Linked DNA regions of Mus musculus: regions 1 and 2 are each linked to region 3. A link is a contact called in public Micro-C and promoter capture Hi-C data. All regions are on one chromosome and are shown on one strand. Each heading gives the region's core, a stretch centred on a gene start, on an enhancer-like site or on the middle of the called end of the contact. The rest is flanking DNA. Distances are from core to core; before and after follow the strand shown. Region 1 has its middle 180 kb from the start of 1700012I11Rik. Region 2 has its middle 200 kb from the start of 1700012I11Rik. Region 3 holds the start of Ndrg1 (N-myc downstream regulated gene 1).

Region 1 (3,085 bases), core at 134-2,633, 440 kb before region 3:
GAAAGAAATGATCAGACAGCTCCGACTGTGGGTTTCAGAGTCAGACTGCCTGGGTTAAGTGGGAGCCTGCCATTCTCCAGCAACCTCTTGAACAAGTGACCTGATATCTCAGTGCCTCATTTTTCTTTCCTGTTGAATGGAATCATACACATATCTGCTCCATGAGGCTATAGAGAAGACAACAGGGAAATTTATAAATAAATAAATAGGAAAAAAATAGGCATGACTTTAGGTCATGTCAAACACATAGTAACTGCTCAGAAATTACTGACTCCACTAGCTAATGATATCTTCCCAGATCAGACTTCAAGGATGTTTAGGCTGAACAGTCACTTCACTCAGCATGATGTTCTGATGGGCTCTCCATTAAGTGTATCTTCTTCTTTCTCTGTGTTTATTATTATTATTATTAATATTAATATTTATTTCAGATATAATATGTTATACATATTATGTAAATATATAATTTTATATCACATAATTAATAAATAAGTAAAAACTATTGATAATTTTTGGACAGACAAGTCCACATGTTTTTATCTTTCTTTGGGATTCACAGATAGAGCTGGCCCCATGACTAGCATTTATGGGGTCACTTTGGTCCCATGTCCTACCCTGGGAATTTTGCAGACTCATACCTGAGGTTGTCCCTTTGAAGTGTGTGCTTCATACCACCTTGGGAATGATTGGAAGAGCAGAGCCTTTCTCTTGCTCAGCCACGAGGCTTACTCTCAGGTATTTCAACCATAGGGCCTTCCAAACCAGTGCTACTATTAAACCAACATCCCCCACCTGATTTACTTTCCCCTATCCACCATAAGTCAAGCTGTCTTCGTCATTGTGTCCCTGGTTGGATGGCCATTATGTACCTGGGTAGCTAAGGTAGCTTTGTAAAATATACCCACCAAACAAACATAGACTAATTATGTTTATCAATCACTTTAACAAAATAGTTTATCAAGATATAAAATAGTCTACAGCAGAAGTACAGAAGTGGTAGCTTGTCTGAATAATTTTCCTGACATATGTGTTTTTATAGCTAACATGCACACACACACACACACACACACACACACACACACACACACACACACAGAGTATTAGTACTCTCAAGTAGTAATTTTCCCTAAAGTCCCCAGTGCATGGCATTTTCAATCTATTTGGCAATACTGAACCTTAGCCTCCCACAGGTCCTTCTAAGGTAAAACACATGTCCTGTAAAGGGTTAGGCTCCATCCTCTCCCTTGGCAGATTTCAAAGCTAGTTCACTGACACAGTTATCTCTGGCCCCCAACATCAATGCCCCTGGCAGCTTCCTACGACATGCAGGCTTTGAGCTTGTGACTTCTGGTTTCAGCTCAGAGCAGGGCCTGGCACAACACTAAAAGTCATTGGGCTTGTAGCCAAAAGTGCCACGTGTCTTCAGCTCTCTCACTACATCAAGAGACAGAACATAGAACAAGACTTCTGAGTCAGATGACAGGCAGCACTTCCAGGACCCAAGGATTAGCTGTATGATAATATAGAGCAGAGATGCCTGCTGGTTCCTCAACTGTAAGATTGGGGTAGCATGACTGGCCTGACTACTAGTTCACAATAAAAGTTGCATTATAAAAGTTATACCAGATGTAGAATAAGACTTAAAGCACCAATAACCTGTGTAGGGGCCCATGGCTTAGAGGGTGTCTAGGAGACGTGAGGCCAGATGCCAAGTGAGTCAGAATCCTCTGAGGCAGGGGCTCGAGAAGATCTTACTAGGGCTTTAGCACCAGGAAGCACATGGATGAACGTGGATTAACTTCATCCTGGAAAAAGATGGAATTTCAGCCAGTAGATCACTCAGCTGCCTAGTGACACACAATGTGGTGTCACCACAGGCAGCACTGGGAGGAATTTCTACCTCCAACACTGTGATCTCAGGGCAGCAGCAGCAGTTGGCAAAGAAGTGAGTGTCAAGGAGCTAGGGAGAGGCATGAAGCCAGGACTGATGGACATTAGCACTTTAGCCTTGTAAGGTCCTTGGGTCATAAACAAGAACAGAGTGAAAGGTCTAAAAAGCCAAACTAAGAACTGAAAGCTGTGGGGTCACCTAGGATTCCAAACTACACATAGATCATATATATATATATATATATGTATATATATGTATGTATGTATATATATATATATATAATGTAGACATAGATGTGCATATGTATATACACAAATATTTTATATATGTGCACATATTATCATATAGATAACAGATAATATATGTGTGCACTAATGTGTTTTATATATATACATAAAACATATGTATATACATATATGTATATTTAAGCGTATATGTAATTGTATATCTAATATAGTTTGAGCCTTGGAGCATGATTTTATATATACAGTGAAAGAGACAAAATAACTCACGTGTATCTTCCAACTCAGTAAAGCATTGAAGGAGAGGGTCCAAAGCCTTGACAATAGGCAATAGGCTCCATTATAATGGTAGCAAGCCATAGAAATGAAACTGGACATTCACAAGCCCTTAGTATCTGGTGCTCAGGTAGTGAGTAACACACTAGCATCTTATTTTACTTTTTTTTTCTTATTTTACTTTTACTTTAATCATTTAATGTTTCATTTTTTCTAGATGGAAAAAACTCATTTATTTCTCCTCACAACTCTGAGCTGGACACTACCAGTGCTGATACAAGTCATGGAGAGACAAGATAAGAGAGGGACAGCTGCTCCCTGGAAGCGTCCAGCATATTGCAAGGGTGAGGGTGGGAATTTGGGTTCAAACCCACAGCCATGCTATCAAACTCTCAAGGGTGAGAACACTCATGATCCTGTTCTCACCCCCCCCCCATCTCTTGTTCTCTATCTCCCTCCCTTGTCTCTACGTACTGTAAAACAAAATCTCAAGTGGGCTTCAAACAATGGACCCACATGTCTCCTCTCAAGGCCACTTTATTTCTATCCTGGAAAAAAATGTCCTTAGAGGCCAAGCAAAGTATGGAAAGGAGTTAGGCAAGGAAGGAATACCTTCCCCAACTATCACCAAAGGTTCAGTACTTCCAGGATTCGGAAGGTGATCAGAGAAGCCTCC
Region 2 (2,936 bases), core at 15-2,514, 450 kb before region 3:
GGAAGAGGGAGACAAAGGCTATAAGTCTGAAGGCCAGGTATAAAGAAAGACTTTCTTTGCTGGTCCCCATGGTTTGAGGGTGCCTTGAAGAAAGGAGTTCATAGAGGTAACACCAGTAACAGGTTAGCAATGCTGAGTGCATAATAGTAGGTCCTGTGGGTTGAACTGTGTCAGCTAACAAGTCATATTTACACATATCTGTGAATAAGATGTATTTGAAAATAGTGGCTTAGAAAGTGTAATCATTAGGATTTGATTATCATGGGTTCCACATGAGTCTTAAGAGAGTGACTTTTGGCATTGTTTTTAGCAAATGATGGAAATTTGAACAAAGATATGTAAAAAAAGATAATTCCATTGGATGAGACAGGCATACTTGAAGGACAGCCTTGTGAAGACATATGCATATACTAGGATTTTTCAGTGTTCAAGAAGAACTGATTCTAGAAAACTCCCATGAAGAGCAAAGTCTCTAGGTATTCAAGCTCTTTTTACATAACTGTGTGAAGTTTGCATATAACCAACAGATAGCCTTCTGTACACTTTAATCATTGCTAGATTCCAAACGTCATCTATTACAATGCAATGTAGATGGATAGTTGTACCAGATTGCTTAAAGACGATGACAAGAAGACAAAAGAGGCAAGAAAAGCGAAAAGAAATGAATCAAAGCATCAACCCAAAGCAATCCAAAGCCAAGTACGTAGATAAGTGATTATGATAAACAGAGGCAAAGAAAAATTAATTAAAGAAGTTGAAGACCCCAGAAAGAGAAAACACCTTCACCATGTGGGATATGTTGAAGAATAGAAACAAGGCTAAGTGTTTTCCATCTAATAGTAAAGCCCATACAAAGCCCTCCCCTAAGACCAGGGTCTATAGAGCACCCAGATCTCCTTCAATCTCTTCTCATTAACATGTAAGGACTTCCTATAGACCAGTACCAGCTTTCCAAAGGGAGTGTGGTCATTTCTCTAGGGCTACTTAAGGATCTTTCAGTTCCTTTCCTAACCACTACTCCTGCCCAAACTGTGATATCTAGATATACCATATTTCCTGATACAGTGTTTAGATGGCTCTGCTGCATGCTCAGAAGGAGGGGAACACTTACTTTCCCTTCACATGAATGAGTATTGCATCACCACCCTAGCCCCACGTGGAGATTCATGGATTAAATTTTAATCCTACTTTCTGTGTCACGCTGGTCACTGCACTTTTGTATTACAGCAGGCTTATTTATGTGATGGGGAAATGCTACTGACCTGACAGGAACTAGGTCATGGCATACACAAGGACACCACAGGATTGCTTAAAGTAAACAATTCTGACCAGGTTGATGTCGGTATATATGTGGGGAGTTTGTGGGAGGAGGGTGGCCTTACCACAGGTCTAAGAGAACTGTGAGAAGAACAGGGTTATCTCCTTCATTGGAAAAACAATGCTGTGGCCAAATTTTCTTTCCAAAATCACTCAGCCAATGAGAGACACATCCATGATTTAAACCCAGACTGCAGCTAGTGTGACGCCTTGATCATCATGTACTATGAGCTTGCTCATAGCCAGACATCCAAAGAGATCACCCAAATCAAGCCATGGCTATCACATTCCTAACTTGAACTTGGAAGAGAAAAAGCCAGGGACCACAGATAACTGGGCTGAGTTGCACTAGAATAATGTTCTTGAATCTTGATGGCAAGGGCTCATAACTCTGCCTGATTCCTCGAAAATCCTTCATTCTTCTCTACTGGCTGTACAGGGAATGGCATGTCCTAGCCAATGCAAAACATGGATAGAAGACAATGGCAAAAAAAGAGAAAAAATCCAGGGACCCCTTCACATCATTTCGTTTTCCTCTGGTATCTTCAGCAATTGTTTGGTCTCAGCCACTAGCTTCAGTTCAGTTCAAAAATAAGCATCCCACCTCATTGTTCCTAATTCTAGTTCTGGCTTTTAGTACTGAGCCCTCTTCTTAATTTGAGCATTACTCATCACATCTTCCATGCATCCTTGGCCATTGTAAGCTTTTTGCTATTGTTGTCCTGGAATGTTTGTAACCACTGTTTGAATTCTCATCATTTCCCAGGTTAGAGAGTAACTTCTCTATATTCAATGTGTTATGTTTGGAAGTCTAAAATGACATTGTTTTACCCTACTATAATTTGACTGATAAAATCCCAAAGGCCCCATCCTATGTCTATGGGTCTATGGTATTCCTGAATATTTTTTTAAGACTGTTCTAGTATCCTTTCAGTAAATCCCACCTAACATCTGTTAATGTACATCAACACATGTGTGTGTGCATGCACGTACACACACTTTCATTTTTAAGTTAAATAAAACTGATTTCATATTTTTCTTGACCAACCAAACTTTGACTTCTTCTGCACATGATACATGTCTATAAGCTATAAAGTAAGCATGCCCCTATCCCAGGAGATGCTCACTGTGTGTTTGAAAAGGATTAAATTGAACTCATTCAGCCCCAGCTGATATATACACATGCACACACATTGCAGAAGTAGAGCATTCATTTGTCCTTCATCCTCCCCATTACAAAACAATTGCTCTTCTCGATTTCAGCCTGGTTTTTCTTGCCTCAAGGTCTCAGGCGTGGCTGTCAAAGACTGAAGAAATGTTAGACGTGCTAAGTTGCTGCCTCCTAGTCAGAGAGAAACGGCATGCCACTTCCAGAGAGATGAAATGGAGACAAATAGTCGGATTCATAATTAAAAAGAACCTTTGGACCAGATCCAAAAGGTAATGAGAGACTACCCAGGGATTATTGAAAGGGAGGAAATTCCTAAAGACTGACATGGATGCTGGAATATTGGCCTCTGTCTATACAGAATATCTTGCAGGGGGAGCTCCTTGTCCAGGGGTAGGGCATATAGCATAGCATTGAATCTCCAAGTCGAAGAATGCCCTTACCTACACGG
Region 3 (3,129 bases), core at 473-2,972:
ACAGGGACAGGAAATAGCTTCTCCTGGCAAAGTACCCCTCCCGCCCCCCAGTCCATACTGAGGCTACATTTGTTGGGAAAGTTGGCAATTCTGACACACTCTTTGACAAGCAGTAAACCATAGGTACTCAATAAATGTTTGTTGGAAGACAAAACAGGGGAGATTCTGGGAAAAATGGTTATTAATGGGGTAACAGACTGCTTAGTCTGTGTTGTTAAGCAAAAACAGGATGACTCGCAAACATGCCAGTACTCACTCTCATGGTCCTTGGGTCCAGAAGTTCTTGAACATAGTAGGTGCTCAGGACAACTATAGATCTGGTAAGCTCAGCTTAGCGATCTTGTATGGATGTCTTGGGAAACAGAAATCTTGGGGCTCCATTTTGCTATGTCCCCCAAAGAAAGAGCTTTCCTTTTTTCTTCTTACTTCCTTCTTCTCCAGCTCCTTAGCACAGAGCAGGCTCTTAAAGCGGCTCCCTAGATATCCATAGACCAAGAGAATGAGGGTCAGGTTATCTAGAGGAGGGGGGAGGGGAAGGCCACTTGAGTCATAAGGGTTGAGCAGGTGGCGTTGAAACAATGACTGGACTGGGCCTTAGGTGTGACTCAATCTCTCTATAACATGATGTTTTCTTGGTGCTGGGTGCTGAGATTCTCAACGTGGTTTCACATCTGAGCCAATCCGGGCAATGTTTATTTATTTAGTGGGGATGGGGAGCGAGGGGTCTGAGGAAAATGTATGGCACTGTGTTCTTCCTTTCCACTTTGTGGTTTCCGGGCATGGAATTTAGGTCCCCAGGGTTTTGCAGGCCACATGTCTTTACCAGGTGTGCCATCTTGCTGCACCCTTTGAGGAGTTTTTTTTCAAAGCCCCAGTGTTGGGGCACACTCTCAGATTCTAACTAAGCTGCTCTGGGGTGTAACCAGGGTATCCACCTGCTTAAGAAAAGCTCCCTGGAGAGGCTCAGGTGTAGGTCAGGGCGAGAACCCGGTAACAGGCAAGCAGGCCAAGGTTTTAGAACATCACGACAGAAGGAAGATCCATGATTGGAAAGCAAATTCTATGCACGTTCTGGGGACCACAAACTGCAGTCCGTAGAGTGCTTACAGCTGACACAGCGGGCTGGAGCAGCGGGGAAACAGCAGCTCAGAGTAGGAAGGGAGTTGTGGGGCGCCAAGATCAGCAAGAATAAAGGGAGCTAAGCAATGTGAAAGGAGCCTGGAGATAAAGTCTGCCGTCTAGGCTGTAAATGGGGCTCGGGAGTGACTGCGTGGAGACCCGGAGGAAGTGGGGGGTGCCGCCCAGAAGGGCGTGGCGCGGGCAGAGGCTTAGGAAACTCAAAGGCTATAGGGGGGCAAGCGGTCGCGCAGAGAGACACAAGGGAGTCCTTATGCACACGCGCACGAGCGCGCACGGGCACACCACGCTACCACTCGGTGGGCACACGTTCGCTGCACACGCCGCGGTCCCGAGAGCGGATCACAGGGAGGAGCGGCAGGCAGGGCCGGGCAGTCTCTCCAGTCGCGCCCCTGCAAAGGCTTGCGCAACAGGCGGCGGCTCCAGCCCGCCCCGCCCAGCCCAGGCAGGGTGCAGCACGAGGCGGGCCGGAGAAAGGGGTGTGTCCCCGTCTCCTGCTGCGCTGGGAGCAGAGGGTCTGGGAGGGGCGAGGCCCTGGGGGCGGGGCCCCGGCGCCTATAAAATCGCCCTACGCACGCACGGACATAAACAAACCTTGCCAGGCTACCCTCTCGCGTTGCAGGCAGATTGCTCACCCATCTTCGTCTCCCTCTTCACCTCCCGCGGGGCGCTGCACCTCCAACCTTGTGGTTGGCTCCTTTCCGTGCTTGCTTGCTCATTAGGTAAGCCCTCCGGACGCCTTCTTCCTCCGGAGCAAGACAAGGACCCCCAGCAAAGCTTGCTTTCGGGGTGCTACTGGACACCCCGCCCGTCTTTTGTGGCCCTTGCGAAGACCACAACTGGTGGTCTTCGGTGGAACCGGCGCCGGAGGGATAGCTGGCATCACTGGAGCGGGTTTCGATTACTATAAGGCACAAAAAGACGTGTTGGGTCTCGCTTTCTCTCTAATTGGGGAAGTGGGATTAAGGGGTCGAAGTTGGGGCGGAGAGCCTGGGAATACCTGGGTCGCACTTCCTGGCGTCAACCCTGAGCCACAGCTGACTTCTCTGTCCACTGGGCTCAAGGGGACACTTTGTGTGTGCTCTCGCGTGTGAAGGGGTGTGGATGGGTGATGGGGTGACTAGGAAAAGAGCGACTGTAGCGCGTGTATCCAGGGGATGAGTAAGGGTGAGCAGACTTGGCGGGGAGTGTGGAGAAGGGGGCGAGGGTGTGTCTACTCTGGAGCCTGGTCCCGAACCAGTGTGATCTGAGTCCAGGTTCCCATCCAGTCCAGAGCCCAGTGCTCTCTCCAAGCTGTGCGTGTGAGAGAACGTGTGTGTGCTGGGGGAGAGTCCGGGGTGTGTCCCGGCGCGTGCTGCACGCGCCACTGCGAGTGTCGGCGGCGAGAGGAGCCCAGGCAAGGGTGCGGCCCTCTAGGTAGTACCGGGTTGGCTCTGTAACTGCGCGGGAGTGGTGGTTTGTGCCTCCAGGGTCGCGCGGGCATCTGGCAGCCCCAGAGTTGGCTGGAGCTCTGAGTGTCGTCATTTTCGCCTCCGCCTCCCCCCGCCCCACCTCCCTTTCTTTCTCCCAGGCGGTCCTCCCTGCTGTTTTAGCCCGGAGAGCAGCTGGAACCGCTCGTCCGTTCCCGGGAGACCGGTCGCGGTCTCTGATTCAGCCTGTAGGGTAGATTCGGGAGGGGCGTGAGGAATGCTGCAGGCTCTGGGGAAACATGCTGTCACCACCGCCTCTGTCAAATTAGTAGCTGAAGCTAAGATTTGTGGATGGCTTCCTTACTCTGCCACCTTCCGTCTTCCCTTGTCTGTCGCCTTTGCTGGCAGTCATCACGGATCCCCATGCACTGTCCCTTGGGCTTTAATGTGGGAGGACAGGTCGGGGAGGGAAGTCCAGTGGTCCGTGTCCTAGAACAGCCTTCAGCTCTCCCTCACAGACTTCCTGGGCAGGTCAGCTTATTTGAGTCCTTGAAACTCCTGAAGAAGATGGGAAATTCAGGAC

Evidence for each region. Promoter capture Hi-C pulls out the DNA fragments that hold promoters and counts their contacts. Hi-C and Micro-C count contacts between places; a contact is called where the count stands out from the background.
Region 1: a Micro-C map of muscle stem cells shows a contact between it and region 3, with 2.8 times the contacts expected there. The contact joins the enhancer-like site here to the promoter of Ndrg1 in region 3. A contact is called at or near these places in 1 of 484 Hi-C or Micro-C datasets (muscle stem cells) and 1 of 9 other capture datasets (adipose tissue).
Region 2: a promoter capture Hi-C map of liver shows a contact between it and region 3, with 3 times the contacts expected there. The contact joins the enhancer-like site here to the promoter of Ndrg1 in region 3. A contact is called at or near these places in 5 of 39 promoter capture datasets (the 3T3-L1 cell line, hematopoietic stem and progenitor cells, liver and 1 more), 1 of 15 datasets of contacts at CTCF or cohesin (large pre-B cells), 1 of 115 datasets of contacts at active chromatin or transcription factors (large pre-B cells) and 1 of 9 other capture datasets (adipose tissue).

What each region holds. Positions count from the first base shown.
Region 1 is chr15:67,404,024-67,407,108 of GRCm38.p6, reverse strand. No RefSeq gene overlaps it. Among named protein-coding and RNA genes, the nearest start is that of 1700012I11Rik, 180 kb to the right of the region's middle. Within about 2 kb of position 1,383, at least 34 of the 459 cell types and tissues checked have an H3K27ac peak or open chromatin away from gene starts, as enhancers often do. A contact at or near this core is called in muscle stem cells, where this site is marked.
Region 2 is chr15:67,422,414-67,425,349 of GRCm38.p6, reverse strand. No RefSeq gene overlaps it. Among named protein-coding and RNA genes, the nearest start is that of 1700012I11Rik, 200 kb to the right of the region's middle. Within about 2 kb of position 1,264, at least 14 of the 459 cell types and tissues checked have an H3K27ac peak or open chromatin away from gene starts, as enhancers often do. A contact at or near this core is called in liver, where this site is marked.
Region 3 is chr15:66,968,234-66,971,362 of GRCm38.p6, reverse strand. It overlaps Ndrg1 (N-myc downstream regulated gene 1), which reads left to right and starts at 1,722. Exons shown (of 16, transcript NM_008681.2): 1 at 1,722-1,859. Gm2895 (a long non-coding RNA gene) reads right to left here and starts at 1,715. Exons shown (of 3, transcript XR_875396.3): 1 at 257-1,715.